Linked DNA regions of Mus musculus: regions 1, 2, 3, 4, 6 and 7 are each linked to region 5. Evidence: chromatin contacts called from public HiChIP or PLAC-seq and promoter capture Hi-C data. All regions are on one chromosome and are shown on one strand. Each heading gives the region's core, a stretch centred on a gene start, on an enhancer-like site or on the middle of the called end of the contact. The rest is flanking DNA. Distances are from core to core; before and after follow the strand shown. Region 1 holds the start of Medag (mesenteric estrogen dependent adipogenesis). Region 2 has its middle 5.1 kb from the start of 2210417A02Rik. Region 3 has its middle 12 kb from the start of 4930505K14Rik. Region 4 overlaps Gm15997 (predicted gene 15997). Region 5 holds the start of Hmgb1 (high mobility group box 1). Region 6 has its middle 5.4 kb from the start of Gm35704. Region 7 holds the start of Tex26 (testis expressed 26).

What was found. Promoter capture Hi-C pulls out the DNA fragments that hold promoters and counts their contacts. HiChIP or PLAC-seq counts read pairs in DNA pulled down with a chosen protein or histone mark. Capture Hi-C pulls out chosen DNA fragments and counts their contacts.
Region 1: a contact with region 5 is called in a promoter capture Hi-C map of adipose tissue. The contact joins the promoter of Medag here to the promoter of Hmgb1 in region 5. A contact is called at or near these places in 8 of 39 promoter capture datasets (the 3T3-L1 cell line, 3T3-L1-derived adipocytes, the HPC-7 cell line and 5 more), 6 of 484 Hi-C or Micro-C datasets (differentiating embryonic stem cells, double positive thymocytes, embryonic fibroblasts and 1 more), 9 of 115 datasets of contacts at active chromatin or transcription factors (the SCID.adh cell line, craniofacial prominence, embryonic basal ganglia and 5 more) and 2 of 9 other capture datasets (adipose tissue and embryonic stem cells).
Region 2: a promoter capture Hi-C map of liver shows a contact between it and region 5, with 7 times the contacts expected there. The contact joins the enhancer-like site here to the promoter of Hmgb1 in region 5. A contact is called at or near these places in 6 of 39 promoter capture datasets (embryonic stem cells, hippocampal neurons, liver and 2 more).
Region 3: a contact with region 5 is called in a promoter capture Hi-C map of liver, with 2.0 times the contacts expected there. The contact joins the enhancer-like site here to the promoter of Hmgb1 in region 5. A contact is called at or near these places in 8 of 39 promoter capture datasets (3T3-L1-derived adipocytes, the C10 cell line, the HPC-7 cell line and 4 more), 1 of 115 datasets of contacts at active chromatin or transcription factors (pancreatic cancer cells) and 1 of 9 other capture datasets (adipose tissue).
Region 4: an H3K4me3 HiChIP or PLAC-seq map of embryonic forebrain shows a contact between it and region 5, with 6 times the contacts expected there. The contact joins the enhancer-like site here to the promoter of Hmgb1 in region 5. A contact is called at or near these places in 4 of 39 promoter capture datasets (the SN4741 cell line, cranial neural crest, embryonic stem cells and 1 more), 4 of 484 Hi-C or Micro-C datasets (embryonic fibroblasts, nephron progenitors, stem cell-derived neural stem cells and 1 more) and 9 of 115 datasets of contacts at active chromatin or transcription factors (craniofacial prominence, embryonic basal ganglia, embryonic forebrain and 6 more).
Region 6: a contact with region 5 is called in an H3K4me3 HiChIP or PLAC-seq map of craniofacial prominence, with 4 times the contacts expected there. The contact joins the enhancer-like site here to the promoter of Hmgb1 in region 5. A contact is called at or near these places in 15 of 39 promoter capture datasets (the 3T3-L1 cell line, 3T3-L1-derived adipocytes, the C10 cell line and 12 more), 1 of 15 datasets of contacts at CTCF or cohesin (embryonic stem cells), 8 of 484 Hi-C or Micro-C datasets (the G1E-ER4 cell line, bone marrow-derived macrophages, embryonic fibroblasts and 4 more), 21 of 115 datasets of contacts at active chromatin or transcription factors (the 230-238 cell line, the SCID.adh cell line, a beta-TC-6 cell line and 16 more) and 3 of 9 other capture datasets (adipose tissue, macrophages and pancreatic islet).
Region 7: a contact with region 5 is called in an H3K4me3 HiChIP or PLAC-seq map of forebrain, with 6 times the contacts expected there. The contact joins the promoter of Tex26 here to the promoter of Hmgb1 in region 5. A contact is called at or near these places in 8 of 39 promoter capture datasets (the 3T3-L1 cell line, the HPC-7 cell line, cranial neural crest and 4 more), 1 of 15 datasets of contacts at CTCF or cohesin (the NIH/3T3 cell line), 1 of 484 Hi-C or Micro-C datasets (embryonic fibroblasts), 11 of 115 datasets of contacts at active chromatin or transcription factors (the SCID.adh cell line, craniofacial prominence, embryonic basal ganglia and 8 more) and 1 of 9 other capture datasets (adipose tissue).

Annotation. Positions count from the first base shown.
Region 1 is chr5:149,410,417-149,413,116 of GRCm38.p6, reverse strand. It overlaps Medag (mesenteric estrogen dependent adipogenesis), which reads right to left and starts at 1,368. Exons shown (of 5, transcript NM_027519.4): 1 at 862-1,368. The coding sequence starts at 1,139.
Region 2 is chr5:148,745,575-148,748,375 of GRCm38.p6, reverse strand. No RefSeq gene overlaps it. Among named protein-coding and RNA genes, the nearest start is that of 2210417A02Rik, 5.1 kb to the right of the region's middle. Within about 2 kb of position 1,400, at least 23 of the 459 cell types and tissues checked have an H3K27ac peak or open chromatin away from gene starts, as enhancers often do. A contact at or near this core is called in embryonic stem cells and liver, where this site is marked.
Region 3 is chr5:148,788,158-148,790,857 of GRCm38.p6, reverse strand. No RefSeq gene overlaps it. Among named protein-coding and RNA genes, the nearest start is that of 4930505K14Rik, 12 kb to the right of the region's middle. Within about 2 kb of position 1,412, at least 76 of the 459 cell types and tissues checked have an H3K27ac peak or open chromatin away from gene starts, as enhancers often do. A contact at or near this core is called in liver and pancreatic cancer cells, where this site is marked.
Region 4 is chr5:149,502,337-149,505,116 of GRCm38.p6, reverse strand. Gm15997 (predicted gene 15997) reads left to right here. Exons shown (of 5, transcript NR_045423.1): 2 at 1,412-1,594. It also overlaps a transcript of Wdr95 not described here. Among named protein-coding and RNA genes, the nearest start is that of Wdr95, 25 kb to the left of the region's middle. Within about 2 kb of position 1,501, at least 25 of the 459 cell types and tissues checked have an H3K27ac peak or open chromatin away from gene starts, as enhancers often do. A contact at or near this core is called in embryonic basal ganglia, embryonic forebrain and forebrain, where this site is marked.
Region 5 is chr5:149,051,714-149,054,413 of GRCm38.p6, reverse strand. It overlaps Hmgb1 (high mobility group box 1), which reads left to right and starts at 1,357. Exons shown (of 5, transcript NM_010439.4): 1 at 1,357-1,514.
Region 6 is chr5:149,352,053-149,354,752 of GRCm38.p6, reverse strand. No RefSeq gene overlaps it. Among named protein-coding and RNA genes, the nearest start is that of Gm35704, 5.4 kb to the right of the region's middle. RefSeq lists an enhancer at 386-2,594. Within about 2 kb of position 1,397, at least 153 of the 459 cell types and tissues checked have an H3K27ac peak or open chromatin away from gene starts, as enhancers often do. A contact at or near this core is called in the G1E-ER4 cell line, the SN4741 cell line, craniofacial prominence and 7 more, where this site is marked.
Region 7 is chr5:149,438,359-149,441,058 of GRCm38.p6, reverse strand. Tex26 (testis expressed 26) reads right to left here and starts at 1,399. Exons shown (of 7, transcript NM_029464.2): 1 at 1,272-1,399. The coding sequence starts at 1,332.

The DNA of each region.
Region 1 (2,700 bases), core at 119-2,618, 360 kb before region 5:
GGTCCTACCTGCATGCAGTTGGAAGAATGCACCAGCAGTGTCTAGCCCTTTGGCTGCACCCTAGCCCAGTGATAAATACATCGTATCTTCACAATCGGGCCGGCTGCGGATCGCTCAGACTCCAGACTCACTTGGTTCTGGGGCACTGAGCACCCTATTATACATGGATGAGGGCCATGTACCCTATTCCTTCAAGGTGACCCGGTAATGCTGAGATCAAAGTTGGCTTCCACATCCTTGCCAGCTTCAAGCCTACCAATGGACGTCTGAGTCCTCTTGGCCACGACAGCTCCTGAGGACCACTGGATAAAGGCCAGGGTCTCACAGTGCTCTGCAAAAAACCACGAAGCTATCTTTGCCCTTATTTCTGCCCAAGCTGTCTATTCACCCAAGAGCCAACACGGGGTCTGGGGTTCTGGGGGCCCTTTTTCTTCTTCACTATAGTTGCTTGGTTTAAGAAACACCGAGAGAGCAATTACTCTGGGAAAATGAACTATCTGCATGCTCCAGCTGCATAAAGTTATTCTCGCTCATAACTAAAGCTAGGTGCGAGGATCCGCATCCAAGACATCTCCTGAGGGTTGTGCCTGCACACTGAGCTCATCCGACCTAGTTTAAGGGCAGAATGGAAAAAACTTGCCACCAGCTTGTTGGGTGGGACTGAGTGTGCTTCCCACCCGATCCTCCCTACATTCTCAGCAAAACGCCCTAGTTACCTGCTTGGGGGCTGGGGGGAGGAGGGTTCGGGCTGTAGGGTGGCAGGTAGGTTATCTCCATCTCCAGTCCCCAGTCTACCAGAGACAGGGCAGCAGCCAGATAGAGGATTTGCTCCAGGCTAGAGCACACGGTGTGGCCACCTACCTCTTGATGTAGCTGCTGAGGCGATAGAGCTGCCCTTCTAGGCGCACAAGGCCGTCCCCGAAGACGTTGAAGCCCCCACGTGCGGCCGCGGGTTCCCCGGGCCCGGGCACCAGGAGCTGCTCACCGCGCAGTTGGAAGGCACCAGGCTGTAGGCGGAGCAGCTGCGACAGGGGCAGCAGGGCCAGCTCGCAGTCGCACGTCCACAGACTGCGCAGCTCCCCGGATGAAATGGAGGTCAGGCTGGGTCTGGCCACAGGCTCGCACGCTGCAGTGGCCATACTCAGGCTGTGGCTCTGTCCCCTTCCTACCCTGAGGGTCGCTAAGTGGGAGGAGTAAATCTGTGGTCTGTCCCGAGCTACCTTGGGCTGCGTGCAAGTAGTAAGTAGCTCAGGAGCCCTCTTGTCACCTTGAAGGTTGCCCACCCTTGTGGAGCGCTGCAGGCAGGACACTGAGAAAGCGGTCCCCGCGCTGCGCAGCCCCTTTTATCAGGCACCAGGCACGCCCCTCCGGCCCCCAGGCAGGACCCCAGATGCTCCTCCGCTCCGGCAGAGCAATCAGTGTTTCATAACTTGGCATGCTCCCACCTCGCCTGCTCACAGCCAAGACTAACTTAGTCATCCCACTCGGGTCAGACACTCAGCCCCCGCGCGGGGCCCTCCCTGCCTGGTCCACACTGCATGGTGCAGCATCCTCCCCACGACAGATGCCCAGGCCTGGCTCAGCGCCGATTAATCCCTCAGGTACCACAAAGCGTTCCTGACCACTTCTCCACCTGGGGCCCAGGGGCTGTCAGCTTAGGCTGGGAGTTGCTGCATCCGTATCTACATCCCCCATTCTATGCCTCATCTGTCTGCAGCTCACTCCACCTCCACCTAGATGACCCAGCTTTTCCTTCTCTCAGCACTTCCTGGAGCGGGTTCCCACCCAGCATCCTTCCATGAAGGCCTGCCACTTTCCCAAAAGGTTTTCCTGCATCCCCTGTGCACTCCAGACCTTGACCCTCTTGCTTTTCGCTGCCCGGTGGCCCCTTGACAGCTTTGTGCTTGGATTCAAGCGGGAAGTCCCCTAGCAGGCCTTCCCAGCCCTAGTCCCAGAATCTGTTAATTTGCTCAGTTTATAAATATTTGAGTGCTCTGGCTACGTGCTCACACGTCTCCTGAGGGATGAAAAGACTATTCCTTTCAATTTAATTAAATGACTATTTCCAGCCTATCTAGTAGAAGATGAAGAATAAGCTAAATCCTGAGAATGTGGGTGGATAACCACAACCCCTGTTATCATCCAACTTGTAGTCTAACAGAGGAGCAGGCATGTGTTCCAGCAATTACATTGACTGAGTCTCTGCTCTCGGTAAGCTGGCATGAGACTCCAGGCAGCGCCGAGAGGTAAAATTTAGAGTCTATCTTCAGTTTGTCTCTGAGAGCCTCCATAGAGCCTGGGTTTAATTGATTCAAACAGAAGCATTTCTGCTACATTTCACTTTTGCCATTTACTTTTGAAGGTTTTAAGTTATTTTTATTTGTGTGTGTGTGTGTGTGTGTGTGTGTGTGTGTGTGTGTATGAGTGTTTGCATGTATGTATGCACACCTCATAACCACCGAACCATCATCTCTCCAGCACCCTCACCCCAGGTGTTGTAGAATTTTTATTCTGCTTGCTTCATTTGATGGTAAGAAGCACGTTGTGTTTCAAACAGCACTGCCTTGGTAAACTATTTCAAACCACTAAGCTATTTTCCATCAAAGGAATGCACTCTTCTTTGTCTAGACTTTCCTTTACTGCAACATTAAAATCACTTTGTTTTCTCTTACTATGGTAACACACCATTACACTTTCCAT
Region 2 (2,801 bases), core at 151-2,650, 310 kb after region 5:
AGTCAGAACGAACTATTTCCATTAAAAATAAATATCTCCAGGGTGAAATCCTGTTTCCTGGTTTCCGCCTAGGTCACTCACCTTGCCAGCCTACTGTTCCAGCCAGCAAGGCTAGCCCCGCCCCTTTCTCCTCCCATGATTCAGTGTTCACAAACCGCCTCTGGACAGTCGCATTGGCCTTTGTTCCGTGTGCACACTTAGACACTCACCATTGCTGCTGCTGCCAGCACCAACCATTCAACCTCCTCAAGACATGCTAGGGTGGTGGTTCTCAACCTATGGGTCGACCCCCCGCCCCCCAGGGTTTGAATGACCCTTTTACCGGGGTTGCCTAAGACCATCAGAAAACAGATATTTACATTGTAATTGTTAACAGAAGCAAAAGTACTGTAATGAAATCGGAACAAAAATAATGTTATGCTTGGGGGTTACTACAACCAGAAGAGCTGGATTAAAGGGTCACAGCATTAGGAAGGTTGAGGACCACAGCTCTAGGGGAGGAGAGTCTGGGGTGCAGCAGGCTACCAACCACTCTACCCCAGGGAAGATGGCACCCTGCCCCTTGGGTGGTGCAGCAGCGAGGAGGAGACCCACACCGACAGGAAAGAGTGTGTAGGGGCCTTTTCCACTTGCTCTGTGTGGGAGGGGTAGCCATTATTTACCCCAGCCTGGGGCTCCCCCTCTGGCTTCCTGTTTTCCTATTTGAATAAAAACATAACCTTTTCTTAAAAAAAATAAATAAATAAAATAAAAAATAAAAATCCTATTATATATTTTGTGAATGTGCGTGTGTGCTGTGATACACACATGGAGACCAGGGAACAACTGGTGAGAGTCTTTTCTCTCCCTTCTGTCACATTCATTCTGACAAATGAACTCTGGGCGTCAGGCTTGGCAGCAAGTGCCTTTCTTCACCCACTGAGCTATTCCAATGCTCCCTAAACTGTTTTCCTAAAACAGAGCTGTGACTTTATATCAAGGATGTTCGTCTCTTAGTGCTAGGACCTTGGCCAGAACCTAGGCAAGAGGAAAGAAAGAAATATCTACTCCTCTATGTTAACCTGTCTCTTGTGATGATTTCTGTTGGGGTACAAACCCAGTTACCCTAAAACTTCACTGTAGGAGCCAGGGAAAAGTGCCCCCCCAAATATCCCTTTCTCTTCCTCCTCCTCCTCCTCCTCCTCCTCCTTTTTACTTTTTGACACAAGGTTATCTCTGTGTAGCCCTGGCTGTCCAGAAACTCACTCTTCAGACCAGGCTTGTCCTTGAACTCACAGATATCTGCCTGCCTCTGCCTCCCAAGTGCTGGGATAAAAGGCAGAGCCACTATTGTGGGAAGCAGTGCGGCTGCAAGGACCAAGTTGTTTACTGCCTTGCCTGAGCATGCGCAGTGAGGCTGCATGTGTGGGCTGCCTGCCAGGCTGGACTGTTCCTCGTGATCCAGACCTGTCAGCCAATCTGTGAACGACCTGAGCCTGTGCCTGGAGCATGTGTGAATTCTGATTGGATGAGGTGGGGTGGAGCTAGATGAGGTCAGTCTACTCCAGTAGAAGAAGGAGTATAGTTTTAGCCGAAGCGTGAGTAGAAGTAGTAGTAAGAGAAGATGTTGTTGCCTGGAGTTAGGAATATAGCCTTGCTCTAAGTAGAAGGAGTTTAGCCCCTTGCTGCGAGAAGGACGGAGGAAGAGGAGGCTGCTGGGGAAAAGAGCTGTAAAAGAAAAAGCCACAAGTAAAGACTTTGATGTGTGAACCCGCCTTGGTGTCCGAGTCGTTCCTGTTCCTGCCTCTGGCTCGAAGGACCGGGACACACCATGCCAGGCTTTTCTGCCATATTTTGAGCTGGGTATTCTGAGGAGCTCTGAGACATGCTCTGTAAAAGGAATTTGCACCCATAAAGAAGCCATACTCCTGAAGTATAGAGGCAGATGGCTCTAGACAACGCTATCATTTGAAAGACACCAGTCTGTGTAAGGAGACACTTCTGCTCTTCCAGTTCCTGAAACTGAGCCTCTATTTCTCCCTGGAACTCTATAGAAGCTTTAGGTATCCGATCCTTCCCAAAGTTTGTGTTTGCAGGAGGAAGAACTCTGGTGTCTATTTGCGTCATCAAATATGGCCTTTTCCCTATAATCTGTCTTATCAATCTATCAGTTTAACTCATAGCTTGCTGAAGACTCTATGTGTGGAAGAAAGCCGTTTTGTTGTAGTTGTTTCCCTGGTTTTCAAGTAATGAACCTAAGATGGATGGAAGAAAATGATATTTTCCCATCTCACATTCTTAAACATTTATAGGCAACTCTAATTTATTTTCTTTCTTAGTACTTGGTATCAACTCGGCACGCCTGAGAAGAGGAAACCTCAGGTGAGGACTTGCCTCTATCAGATTGGCCTGTCGCCCTGGCTGTGGGGCATTTTCTTGATTACTAATCAGTGGAGGAGAGTACAGCCCACTGTGGGCGGTTCCATCCCTAGGCAGGTGGGCCTGGACTTATAAGTATGAAAACACAAGGCAGAAAGCAAGTAAGCTAGCAAGCACCCTTGCTCCCATGTTCTGCTCCAGTTCCAGCCTTGAGCTCATTAAAGCCCTGGCTCCCTTGATGATAGACTGTAGTCAGAGAGACGATAGAAACCATTTCTTCTCCCTAGTTGCTTTAGGTCAGGGTTTGATCACAGAAGTAGAAAGCTACCTAGAACAATACCCGAAGAAGACGAGTGAACCTTTCTTAAATTCACAGTTCCCAGAGCCTTGCCACCTGCACCCTAATGCTGAGCTCTACCCTCAGACCTTGGGGACATTTGAGA
Region 3 (2,700 bases), core at 163-2,662, 260 kb after region 5:
TCCTCCTCCTCCTTTGATGCCGCTGCTGCTGCCACTGCTGCCTCTTCCTCTTCCTTTTGGTTGCCCATTGAGACAAGGTCTCACTATGTAGCCCCAGATAGCCTGGAACTCAATATATAGCTCAGGCTGGCCTTGAACTCATGGAGACCCCTGCCTCTGCCTCCAGAGTGCTGGGACTGAAGGCGAGCCCCACCACACTCGGTCATTTACTGTGGTGGGTCATTGGCCCAGGGAGTGGCACTATTAGGAGGTGTGGCCTCGTTGGAGGAAGTGTGTCACTGTGTGGGGGTGAACTTGGAGATCCCCCTCCTAGCTGCCCGGAAGGGAGTCGTCTGCTGCTTGTCCTTAGAACAAGATGTAGAACTCTCAGCTCCGCCTGCACCATGCCTGCCTGGATGCTGCCATGTTCCTGCCTTGATGATAATGTACTGAACCTCTGAACCTGTAAGCCAGCCTCAATCAAATGGTGTCCCTTACAAAAGTCATGGTCTCTCTCTCTTCATAGTAACAAAACCCTAATGAAGATGCCTGACATGTTCATTTATTTGTGATTTCTTGGCTCTTTATCCTTATAGCCCCCTAATATAAGTGTATATAGATTATGATCATTTCTTTTCGTTGTTCTAAAATGACATTTGGCTTGGTTTTGATACTATCTGACCTCTCCACCTTTTTGCAGTTAGCTCACTGTTCAGTTTGCAACTACATCTTTCCCCCGGTTCCCATGTGGGCCACCATTCCTCGGTCCTAGCAAATGTTACCTTGAAAAAAAAAAAAACTTCTTATCTTATGTAGACGGGTGCTTTGCCTGCACACACATGTCTATGCACTGTATGTGTGCATGCAATGCCTGTGGAGGCCAGGGGAGGGCCTTAGACCTCCTGGAACTGGAATTACAGTGGCTGTGAGCCACCATGTGGGTGCTCTTCTGGAAGAGCAGTCAGTGCTCTTAACCGCTGAGCCATCTTCTCCAGACTCAAATGTCATCTTGCTTTTGAGCAGTCATGTCTCTTACCTCGGGAAGTCTGAGCTGACATCCTGGGGACTCTACTGAGGATGGCTGACCCTCTTCCCATTCCTTTATGCTCGGTACTCTGGTGGGGCCCTGTTTTTTATTATTCCCACAGAGGAAAGAGCATGAGGCAGCTCGATTTCCAGGGCAGCTCCCTAGTCATGGAAGGTGGAATTAGCCCTGGGACCTCGATCTCCTCTTCTGGCCCACGGGTCTTCCAGGGCTTCCGCTGGGCTCATTTTCCTCCTGGGCTAACCCTAGGGGCCTGTAACAACTGAACTCCATTTGTCAGCTTGCTATGCTGAGGTAAGCCTGCCTTCCCGGGGAATCATTACCAGATGGAACCTGAGGGAGGGAGCGAGGCCAGGTATTTCCCCACGTCATGGAACACGAGGCCCTGGTGACTCAGTGAGGTCAGGGAGCTAGTGGTGGTAGCAGCCACAGTTGGCAGGTGGCAGCCTGGAGGGAGGGGGAACATTAATGATTGCCTCCCTCCCTCCCTCCTTCCCTCCCTTCCTCCCTTCCAGCCCGCCTCATTTCTGTCAGGCCTGTGATTTCATCATGCACACCTTTGTAAACAATCCATTTAGCAACCAAATTATACACTGGGTAATTACAGCTTCCAGCCTCAGTGTCAGGGGTTCCCGGCTCACAATCTGCTTTTGGTACTATTGCAGGCTGGGATGGGGGGAGGTGGGGGAGGAGGGGTTTGTTGAAGTTTTAAGGAGACAGGAGGGAGAGCTGGGGCATGGGGGTTGCCCTGCCTTGCCTTATGTTAATTGATTCTTGTGTGTGGGGGGTCTTAGTTTGACACTTCTGGAATTGAGTTTGGATTGTTGATTAGATTGCTATTGGAGGCCAGGTTGGAGAAGTTGGCTGGGAGGAAGAGGCAGTCCGGTTACGGTTATGGGTCAGTCCTCTGCTGCGGAGGAGGGAGTCTCACATCACAGCACCTTGCCAGCCTTGTCTCTCTGGAGGTTGCTTTGCTCTGTATCAGCGCCTAAGCTTTGACCCAGAAAAGCAGCCAAGGAAGGAGCTGTGGGGTGGGCAGGCTAACGGGAGGGGACCTGGCCTCCGCTGAAGGCTAGCTCTTCCATTTAAAGGGAACTGTGGTGACGGCAGTGAAGAGTGTGGAGTGTGCAACTCATGCTGAGCGTGTGCTCATGGTTCTGCGTTCGAGTCCCGGCACCCAATGGATGATGACGTAACAGAGTCGTCCAGAGATTTGCCCATACACAGTGGCCCCAGTGAAAATTGAATAGAGGCAGGGGAGGGTTGCAAACACGGTAACCATGGTGTGTCTGAAGAGAGTTGGGCTAGCTCCATGTGTGTGGGAAAGGGTGTGTTTCCGGGTTGATACACAGTGTTTCTGATAGTGGTGGTAGGGCTTGTGGCCTTACACTGCCCGAGAGGTTTCATTGACGAAGTGTCCATGGGAACCCTCAGCCATTCTAGCATTCTGCTTTCCCACGCGGAGCATGCATGTGTAGCCCGCAGTTCGAAGCTGGGGTTCCCTATGCAGACACATGGTCTCTCTGAGGCAAAGTACCATGGATTAACACAAGTGTAGTATGAAACAGTAACTTTGGAGGGAAATGAGACTCAAGTGCTTCGGGCCGCACCTGCCTGTCCCAGAAGGCTTTGCATCTTGTCTTACGTCACCTTCCCCAGTCTTGCCCCTCTAGCCG
Region 4 (2,780 bases), core at 252-2,751, 450 kb before region 5:
TGTGAGTTAGTCCAGTGCAGTCAAGACTCAATTTAGATGAATAAGAAAACAAATATACCATTTAATCCAAATAAAGTATGCTTGAAAAGTACTCAGACTAATTTTCCTCCCGTGGCCCTTCCTTGGTTCCGGAAGTCTTTTCTACAAGACAGCATCCTCTAAGCTCTCGGCATGAAGCCACACAAAGTGTACCTCTGTTTACACACATGGGCTCTAATGCTTTAAGACTCCAACGCTGGCCTCACACTGCAAATGTGTGTGCTTGTGTGACCCCAGGCACGGAGCTGCATCTCTTCACACCACGACTGCTCACTTTTTGCTTGCGTACTTACCCAGTTCCAACGATTACTTTGTTGTACTGTGGCATGCTGACAATGTCTGTCACCCAGCGGGACTTCCGGCTGGTGGACTTGCCCTACAGAATTGAGAGGTGAAAATAAACAAATGTATATGCCTTTAAAAACCTATATTTATTTAATTTAAACTTATTTCATTTTTACTGAAAAGAGTCTACTTTTGTCTCACGTGCATGAGTGTTGGTCTGCATGTATATATGTACGGGCACTACATGCGTGTTTGGGGGGCTCAGATGCCAGAAGAGGGCATCTGGTCCCCTCAGAGATACAAATGGTTGTGAGCCACCATGTGGGTGCTGGGAATGGAACTCAGGTCCTCCAGAGGAGCTGTCAGTGCTCTTAACCACAGAGTCATCTCTCCAACCCCCATAGTTTTCTTTAATTGATTTTTTCTTTCAAGGGGAGGAACTTGGTACATTAGAAGAGCTAATTCAATGCTCTCCCCTAGAAGGGGCTGAGAAGTTTAGTTGTAACTTCTAGTTCTAAGCTCCCTGGGGGCAGAGCCTGCACGTTCTGTCCTCGTTCTGTCTTCAGCACCCAGCACAGAGCCTGTTTTACCACAGGAGCTCAAATGTTTGTTGAATGAGATGGGTAGGGGGTGGGCAGAAACGGGCTGGACATTCTTTCTCCTAATAACACTTCCCAAATGCATGCTGGCTTCTGAGTTTCTGATTAGTGATTCTGATGGAAAACCTTAGCAGAACCGCCTCCCGGACACAACCATGGAGGGGGTGGGGATCCCGTTCCATCTGTCATTCAGTAAGACACATGATAAATTACATGACTGAAGAAGCCTGCGTAATTCATCACTTCATCTGAATTTAGAAGCGAAAAAGAAGCATTTATCTCGGGCTCCTCGTGGGGCTTGCATTTTATTCACATCCCCTAGACTCGCAGAATCTGCCGCGGATATATTATATTCAAGGGCACAATTTATGTAATCACGCCACTTAAGGAGCAGTTTAAAATAGCAAATAAAATCAAACCGTGGCACTCAGCATCCTTATCAAATGAAAATCACATACAAAAATCGGCTTCTTTCTTTTCAACTTCAGCTGCAGGGACCAGAAATAAATAGTTCCGTCTTCTCGGAGGGTGATTAAGGTGTCATCGGGCAGAGGGAGAATGCGCAGCACGGGTCTCCCATATGTCAGCCTCTGCTGAATGGCAGGCAGCAGGAGAGAGGCCTCCGCTTGCCGAGCTGCCGCCTTGGCTTGCTCCGAGTACTCCAGCTGCAGGTATGTGCAGAAACTGTCCTGGAGAGCAAGGGACAACTGGTCAGGCCCTCTGTCATTTTGGTTTTCAGAAATTCTCTTCACCAGGGAATGTATAAAACTCTTCTTTCGGGCATTACTAGAATTATTAGCACACACTTGGGGAGCTGTTACTGCAGGGTACTCTCAGCTGGGCCTGGTGCTCTGTTGCCAGCTGTCTGCCTTTCTTCCTATGTCTTCCCTCTTCCTCTAAAGGTGGTCTGGGAGTGAAGTGGGCACCTCAACAATGGTGGCAGTTGTTTCTAGCCATGTACCATGCCTGACCCTCACGATGTGGGCCTTCACCTCAATTCTCACCAGGATTATAATTTAATCTCATTTTATAAATCAAAAGTCTCAACCGTGGAAGAGCACAGTGACTCACTTAAGAACAATGCTTGCTCATTATCTTCTGGTCCCAGGCACTGTGGGAGCCACAGGTTACCGTGTAGACACGCCTAAGTCTGCACAAGAGCTACACCACACAAATAATCAAAAAACTGGCACAGAAATGGCATCAAGAAACCTCAGTCACTGCCGGGTGGTGGCGGTGGTGCACGCCCTTAACCCCAGCACTCGGGAGGCAGAGGCAGGTGGATCTCTGAGTTCAACGCCAGCTTGGACTACAGAGTGAGTTCCAGGACAGCCAGGGCTACACAGAGAAACCCTGTCTCAGAACAAGAAAGGCCTGAAGAAGATGCAGGCCAGCAATGCAAACGGAGTGAGCATACCACAGAGGCCATCAAGGCCCTGGTGAAGCCTAAGGCCGTCAAGCCCAAGATGCCAAAGGGCCCCAGTCGCAAACCCAGCTGGCTCACTTTCATCACTCACCCCAAGCTTGGGAAGTGGATTCAAAGCTATATGGTAAGGGCCATAGGCTCTACCAACCAAAGTCCAAGGTTCATAGCACGGCAGAGGCTTTAGCTTCAGCTCAGGTTCTCAGTGTGCCCAGAACCCTGTAAAGGCCCTATAGAAAAAGGGTTCTACCTGCCAATGTAAAGAGAGATGGACTGGTGTGGTGGGCATACCTCACACTATTTTCAGATGACCAGCATCCTATGCTGTTTTTACTAATACACTTGAGGCAAGATCTGTTTAAGAAAACAAAACCAACCAACCAACTAAACAACCAACTAACTAACCAACCAACCAACCAACCAACCAACCAACT
Region 5 (2,700 bases), core at 108-2,607:
AAGTGGTATAGAAATGAAACCCAGAATCTATGACTTGGATGTTTTGACTTGGATCAAGTGCATTTTGGAGGAATTCTTTGTTTCTTAGTTGAGAAGTGTATAGGAGCCAGGATTTTAAAAAAAAAAAATGGGGGACATTTGTTTTGAAGTGAAGAGAGGTGCTGTGCTCACCAGAAAGAAAGAGCTGTTAGATTCATCAAAGATTGATGGAAGCCTGTGGCCTTTAGAGCCAGCCTGGCTATTTTTCTCTGCATACCTAAGAATGATCAGCCAACTTGAAGAGCAGGAAAAAGCATGGCCTGTGGGTTTGGGCCCAAGCACTCTCCGACTGCTTCTAATCCCTCAGGTAACAGTAGCCCTAAATGTCTGGTAACCCTAGAGCAGGTACATGTATGCACTAAGTGGTGTGATCGGAGGCAAGATAGCAATCACAAAGATTCATTTGATTCTAACAGTAATCCACACCGAGTCACAGAAAACAGCGTCTGTGTGTGTGTGTGTGTGTGTGTGTGTGTGTGTATGTGTGTGTATGGGGGTGGGGCAATGAGGTCTTTAAAGAACTTGCTAATTCTAGCTGGGCCCCCCCCCAAACATTTTCTGAGAACAGCCAGTATCAAACCCCAGTGGCTGTGCATTAATTCCCTGGTATAAGGCTTTGGTGTCCGGGAAGTTCAAAACAGTGCTTTGTGTCTCACCAAAAGGAAAAAAAAAAAAAAAGTTCGAGAAGTACTGGGGGAAACCCGAGCAAACCCAGAAGAAGGGGTGCAACTGGACGCCTGCTGGCGGGTGCAGACTAGGCTTCTGGGCAGGGTGGGCACGTTAGGCGGGCAGTCCCGGGGAGGGGTGTCTTGTGGTGGGCTGCAGCAGCACGGCCGTCCCGGAGCCCGCAGAGGCCCCCGTGTTTGGGCCACAGGCCCCCCCGAGCAGTCACCCCACTCGGGGAGGCATCCCCAAGCACGGGCCGCACATCCCAACGGCTCGGGGCGGGAGCGTGGAGCGGGAGGGGGGGCGGGCCTGCGGGGAGGCGCCCGGGCCTGGGGACGCAGCCGTGGCTGCGGCGGAGCCGGGCCCTGGCCGCGCGCGCCGCGGCTCGGGCGTGGGGCTGGCTCGGGGCAGGCGCAGGCACAGAGACACCATAGAGCTCCGCTTTCCCGTAGCAGCTGCTGCCTCTGCCGCTGCCTCTCCCGCCTCAGCCTCTCGGCCCGGCACACACACACACATTCAGATTTGCGCGCTGTTTCAATCCTCGGTGACGTGTCCTCGCAGACAGCCAATGGCGCGCGGGCTCTGGTCAGGACAATGGGAGGGAACGGGCCAATGAACGGGCCTGGTGAGTTGGCGGTAGCCAATAGGAGGCGCGCTGGCTGGAGAGTAATGTTACAGAGCGGAGAGAGTGAGGAGGCTGCGTCTGGCTCCCGCTCTCACAGCCATTGCAGTACATTGAGCTCCATAGAGACAGCGCCGGGGCAAGCGCGAGCCGGACGGGCACTGGGCGACTCTGTGCCTCGCGGAGGGTGAGTGCGGGGCGGCGCGGCGGCGGGGAGAGCGCCTCGGGTAGCCTGGTCGCCTGCGCGGCGGCCGGATCCCCGCGGCCCGGAGCCGGCGGGTCAGGCTCCACACAAAGGCAAATGAGGGGGGACCGTGGGGGGAACTGCGCACGGAGCGAGGCTCCGCCGGCCGCTGCCGCGAACGCTGCCCCGCGCCGTGCCGCGCCGAGCGGAGCCGAGCCGAGTCGCGGGGCCTCAGGCGGCCGCCACTTCACACCCGCGGCGCCGTCCGCGCTTCACTGGCGCAAAAAAAAAAAAATTTTTTTTTTGTTTTGTGTCTGCCTGTGTGTGTGTTCGTGTTCCGGATTATTTAAAAAAAATTTTTTTTCCCCAAAACGTGTTTGTGGCCCCCAGGGCCGAGCGTTTCGGGCAGGCGGCGTGCGCGGAGCGAGCGAGCCGGCGGGCAGCGGCGCTTCCCCGCTGTATGGGCGGCCGCGGCGGGGAGCGCGGGGCGGCGGGCGGGGCGCCGCTGCGGGCGAGGGCGGCCGCGGGTGGGCCGGGGGCGGCCGTGCGGGGCGGCTCGGGCCGGGTGAGGCGGCGGGCGAGCGGGGCGGCCGTGTGGGGGGGAGCGGCGCCGCTGCGCTCGCTGGAACATGGCTGACTCGGCCGGGCGCTGCTGGCTGGAGAGAAAACAAGGCGGGCGGGCGGGCGGGGGAAGCTGGGCGCAGCAGTTCTGAGGCAACTTTTTTTTTTCCCCCCCTCTCTCCTCTCGCTCCCCTCTCTTCCTCTCCTCTCTCTCTCTCTCAGTCTCTCTCTCTCCCCGGCCCCGCGTTCTCCGTGCGGGGGCGGCGGGGCGCGCGGAGGGAGACGGCGCGGGGGCCGCGGGGGGAGGGGAGCCGCGCGCCCCCCGCCCCTCCCCCGCCGCCATGGCGAGTGCGCCAGCGCCCCGCCCGCCCGCCGCGCGCCTCGGTCTCCTCGCACACTCACACACACATACACACACACACACACTCACACGCGCGCACACACAAAGGGAAGGAGCCATATTCTCGCTCGCGCTCGCCCTCGCGGCGGCGGCGCAGGCGGGGAAGACGCGCAGCGGCCATTCCGTGCGCCCGGCCCTGGCGGCCGCGGGCGGAGCCAGCCCCCATTTCGAGCGGCGGGGCTTCTTCTCTCCTTGCTCCGGGGCCCGACAAAATGGGGGCGGCGGCGG
Region 6 (2,700 bases), core at 148-2,647, 300 kb before region 5:
ATTTTATGACTGCGGGTCACCCCAACATGATGAACTGTATTAAAGGACTGCAGAGTTGGGAAGACTGAGAACCACTCCTCCAGAGAGTTGCCAGTTACCATGGCAAAGGAAAAGGATATGGATAGGCAAGGCACTGGTGGTTAACGTGCACACACAGAGGGAACAGTCACCTTCCTTCCTCACAGGCCGCCTGGCTATGACCAACTAAACAATAAGATTGTGAACCACTGCAGGCCTGGGATCATGGGAGCACACACTCTAACACATCTCTCATGTTTGGTTGTACCAACAATCCAGCTTTAGACTGTCAGGGATTCCCCAGGGCCAGGGACCTCCCCAATGCTAGGGGCTCCTCAATGCCAGGAAGTTAGGGACCCTCAATGGTAGCCCTCATACCAAAGTGCCACCTTTCTAGGGATTACCTACTGTCTTAGGTGCACAAAACATCAGGACCAAGAAGTAAGTTGGGGAGGAAAGGGTTTATTCAGCTTACACTTCCACACTGCTGTTCATCCCCAAAGGAACTCAAGCAGGTCAGGAAGCAGGAGCTGATGCAGAGGCCATGGAGGGATGGCACTTACTGGCTTACTTCCCCTGGCTTTCTCAGCTTGCTCACTTATAGAACCAAGACTACCAGCCCAGGGATGGCACCACCCACCATGGGTCCTCCCACCTTGATCACTAGTTGAGAAAATGCCTTACAGCTGGATCTCATGGAGGCATTTCCTCACCTGAGGCTCCTTTCTCTGTGGTAACTCCAGCTGTGTCAAGTTGACACACAAAACCAGCCAGTACACCTACCAACAAGGACTACTCGTAAAGATTCCCCTAATATAAAGAGCTCCATGTACCAAGACTCTCTTAACATAAAAGCCCCAGTTGGAGATCCTTCCAGTGCAAAGGCCATTCTCCAAACCCCCTGTTTTTGGGCTTCTGGGGGCTACTGGTGCTGGACACTGAGACAAGCACTCTGGCTGCTTGCATATCTTTTCCATGGGGGTCCCCTCCCTCTACAGAGCTCCCTACATTTCTAAAACCGGTAGCAAAGAATAGCCTGAATCCTAAAGACCTCCCAGAGCCCACGGTTGACACAGGCCTCTAGGACAGAACACAAAAGCTGCCCAGGGACTCCGACTGGTGAGAGCCCTTGGCTTCCTGGGGGGACCCCTCTGACCCACAGCTCCCACCGGTGGAGGCTGGCATTTAGTCCTGTTGGGCTAGTATAGACTACTTGGCCCAGGACTGACCCGGAGGGTCCCTGGAACCAAAAGGCAGCTGTTGTTTAAAAATCAACACGGAGAGGAAATGAAAAACACCCGCCCAGGCCTCCCAGGGCCAAGAGACTGATGGCTGCTGGATGAGGCGGTTTCTGGAAGAGGCATGACTAATGGCCCTACTGAAAGTGCCCTGGCCAAGTGCCAGCAGCTCCCGTCAACGCCTTGTCTCTGCAGCAGTCAGGTGTGGCTGGGAGACAAAGGGGCCGTCTGTGTGCTGGCGGGTCTTGGACCCAGTGGCTTTTTGAGTCAGGCAATGGTGTCACAGGAGCCCCTGGAGGGGCTGGGGGCGGGGTTTGGATAGAAAGAGGGCCTGGAGGGGTACTGCCTGCCAAGGTTCGCTCACACCTCGCCACCAGGAGAGGCAAAGCCATCTGCCATCTAGCCACCCAGTGGAACAAAAGAGCAAGCACCCTGTCCCCTCCCGCCCCACCACACCTTTCAAGTCTCCAGTGCCTGGGACCTTCCCTGAAGCATCCTTTCAGGGAAGTCCTGCTAGCTGGGCCCTGCCACGTCTGGTGCCTGTGTCTTGTTTGGTATACGCCCTCCGACAACTGCTATAACCAACTACGAATTACAATCCACGGATAAAGAAACTGAGGTTCAGCTAAGGCTGTGAATCTGCCCCAAACCATCCCTGCTCCCATCACTAGAACTATTCCCAACAGAACCAAACTAAATACAAAGTCCCTCCACTAATGGGCGTTCCCAGCCGTAGAGGCTCGCACCAGCTGGCCCATGATAGCTGTGAATGCCGCTCAACCTTATTTACAAATGTCAAGGACCATGTTGCAATGTCAAAAGGATGGGTACCCCTGCTAGACTAGTCCAGGATCCCGGTGAGCCAGCTCTCCCCACAAAACTTAAAAGAAAACCCAATAATGAGAAAGAACGTTTTTATGCAAGTCAAAAGTAATGCAAAAAAACCCACAATCAGAGAAGACTAGAAAAAGAAAGGGCCCAGCCTTGTATTTACACAATCGGAGAGTACGCCCTCCCTCACCTCATTTCCAGTGGGGAAGGTACCATAGCTCTAGATTCATCTCCACTGCCATTCACCATCACCAAAACATTGTCACTGCCACGGGGGATGGGGAGAGACAGTCCCTGTGTCCCTCCCCAGACACTTGAGTTATAGCAAGATCTGTCCCCATGTACCTTGTCCACCCCACCAAGGTCCCCTCTGGGTGACACCTCTCTTTCTCTGTGCTACTGTCTGCCGGGACCTCTGTACATGAAGAAACATAGTTGACCTTCAACAGATTCAAGTAACTATTTTTACAGACTCTCGGCCCTGGCGTGCACAAGAACCTGACCAGGTATCAGTCTAGAGTCCCTTTGTTAATTACTTTCCACTACTGTGACAAAATACCCAAGGGAAACAAGTTGAAAAGGAAGAAAGGTTTGTTTGGGCACACACTACTGG
Region 7 (2,700 bases), core at 150-2,649, 390 kb before region 5:
AACAGCCTGGGCCCTCTTCATTGTACTCTCAACTTCTGGAAGGTTCCAAGGAGGACAGGAAGGTGATTTTTGTCCACACTGAGGCACAGGGGCCTCTGGGCCATGCATGGAAACTGCCTGATCAAGAGCGGGATAGTTCAGTCTGAACATTTGGCATTGGGTACTGAGTGTAGACAGTAGAGTCCCTGGCAGTTTGTGCAGCACCGGAAGTCCTGGGGTACGTGATCAATTCCGTAAGAGGAGGAATCCTAACTCTTATCTGTTCCAGACAAGGAAGGAGACTACTGGCCTAGGAAAATACCTGACAGACAGAGTGTTTAGAAAAAGGGAAATGGAAATTAAGGAGTGCCCTTGGGGATCCTGGGAGCTTTTCCCTCCTCCATCTCCTGACCTCGCCGTCCTATAGAATCTGAAAACATTTAACATTTTTTTTAACTGAATACGCTCCTTCCCGCCCTCCCCCCTCACACACACACTCCAGCTTTCCACTCTTCGTTTACAGAGAACTAGATTGGAATGTAAACACCCACTTCATTGTTCTCTTAGGAGCATCATTCTAAAGAATCCTCACAGCCCCTTAGCCAGCTCGGCTAGACGGCTGCAGCCGGCCATTATTGCTCCGAAGGGATGGATACGCTGACTGTGCACTCAGTAATAATGCTACTCGAGTCGCAACTAACAGCCAGGGGAGGTGATGTCTCTTCACCAACGCAAAACGCTGAGCTGGTAAACCCGCTGCCGCCGCCGCAAGCAGAACCACAGAGCAAGGCTCTCCATCTGTCACCTGGCAGAGCGCCTTTGAAAAGGGCTCAGCTCCCAGCCCAGTCTGCAGACAGAGCAGCCCTGGCCGGCTGATCCCGCCCCTCCCCTCCCTCCCGCCCCACTGAATTTGCTGTTTGCGACTTAAAGAACCAGCCAGACTCCTTCTCTCCCTCCATTACGTCCCCAGTTCTGTTCATTTGTCTTCGGCTCTGTTGTCCTTGGAAGGACACTAGCTGTGGCTTTATCATGTCTCCTCAGGGGTTTCCTTAAGTATTTAAAGGGACACCCCAGAGTTTTAGAGAGGGGAGTATAAAGGGCTGGACAGGAGTGTGATTTTGGACAGCTGATCTTTCTCCCTGACTCACTTGCGCCTCCCTGCCATCTCTAAAAGCGAGGCAAACCTCTCACGATTGATGCCCTTGGGGAAAAAAAAACTGCCTTATTTAAAACAACTCCACCGCACACACAGCACACCACGCCCCGCAGACCCGCAGCGTGGGCAGTCTTACTTGACTGGAGCTTGGGGTCACATTGAGCAGGGCACGAAACCTTGTTCCTATACCGGGCCATCTTGTCCCAAAAGGTCGCCTTCCCGCCCTGACAAGGCAGTAGTACTCCGCTCTGCGCCCCACCCTCTGCGCGTGCCTTTGTGAAGCGTCGCTATGGAGACGCCTCAGTCTCCGCCCCTGGACCCAGAGGGTGAGCGCATCACGCTGATTCCTGACTTTCATGGAGTGCCCTAATCCAATAGTTCTCAACCTATGGACTACGACTCCTTGGGGGTGGGGGGTGTCGAACGAACTTTTCACAGGGGTCACCTAAGACCATCAGGAAACACAGATGTTACCATTATACATTACAATTCATAACCGTAGCAACATTACAGTTATGAAGTAGCCACCAAACAATTTGTAGTTGGGGGGGGGGTCACCACCACATGAGGAACTATATTAAAGGGTCGCAGCATTAGGAAGGTGGAGAGACACTGCTCTGGTCCTTGCAATACTATGCCATTGTTTTATGTATTGGCAAATACGAGCAAACTGGAAAAGGCTGGAAAAAAAAAGTTTATTTTAGCCTGGTATACTGGTGCTCACCGGTGATCCGAGAACTCAGGAGGCTAAGGCAGGAGCCCAACCCTGGAAAGAGATGCCTTGTCTCAAAATATTAAATACCCCGAATATTAAAAACCCAGAAGCAGACAGACAGACGCCCAACCGCAAATTTGTGTCCATTCATAATTTTCAATGTAAGCAAAATTGGGCAAGGTTGGCATGGAAATCTGTAGGACACAGCGACTACACTCAAGGATGAGAAAGATGTGGTATAAGGGAAAGGTAAAAGTTTCGGCATCAGGTCTGTGTGAGGTCAACCCAGAGCATCCTAAGCTAGTGTCTAGTTACTTCAGGGAAACATTGGGCACAGGCTAATTACGGAGAGTCCAGAGGGATAATGGATGCAGCAGGGTCATCCTCCACTACATAGTTTGTCCAGGGGCAGCCTGGGTTACACCAGACCTTATTTTTAATAAATACAAAAAATCCCAAACTATATTCCTAGTACCAATCATAGGATGCCACTTTGTTACTGTACACTGGCCGGCTGATCCTACCCACTTATACATGTTAGAGTGTGGCTTTTAATTTTTTTCCACTTGTGATCACACTGTGCCTGAGAAATTTTTATGCCAGCTAGAGTATATAAGGTATATAAGACAAATACACAGGTCACATGTTTATTGATAATGAACCATGAGGAGCTTTATTTTAAAAAGCAATTCATTGCTGTGCATACAATTTTACCATCTATGAAAGATATGAAGCAAATTTGCATATTAATGAGACGTCATATTATTGAGGTTGCATATTAATGAGATGACCTGTTTATCTTACATAAATAATTAAATCTCGGCTGAATAGGAGATGCTGAATATGAGAC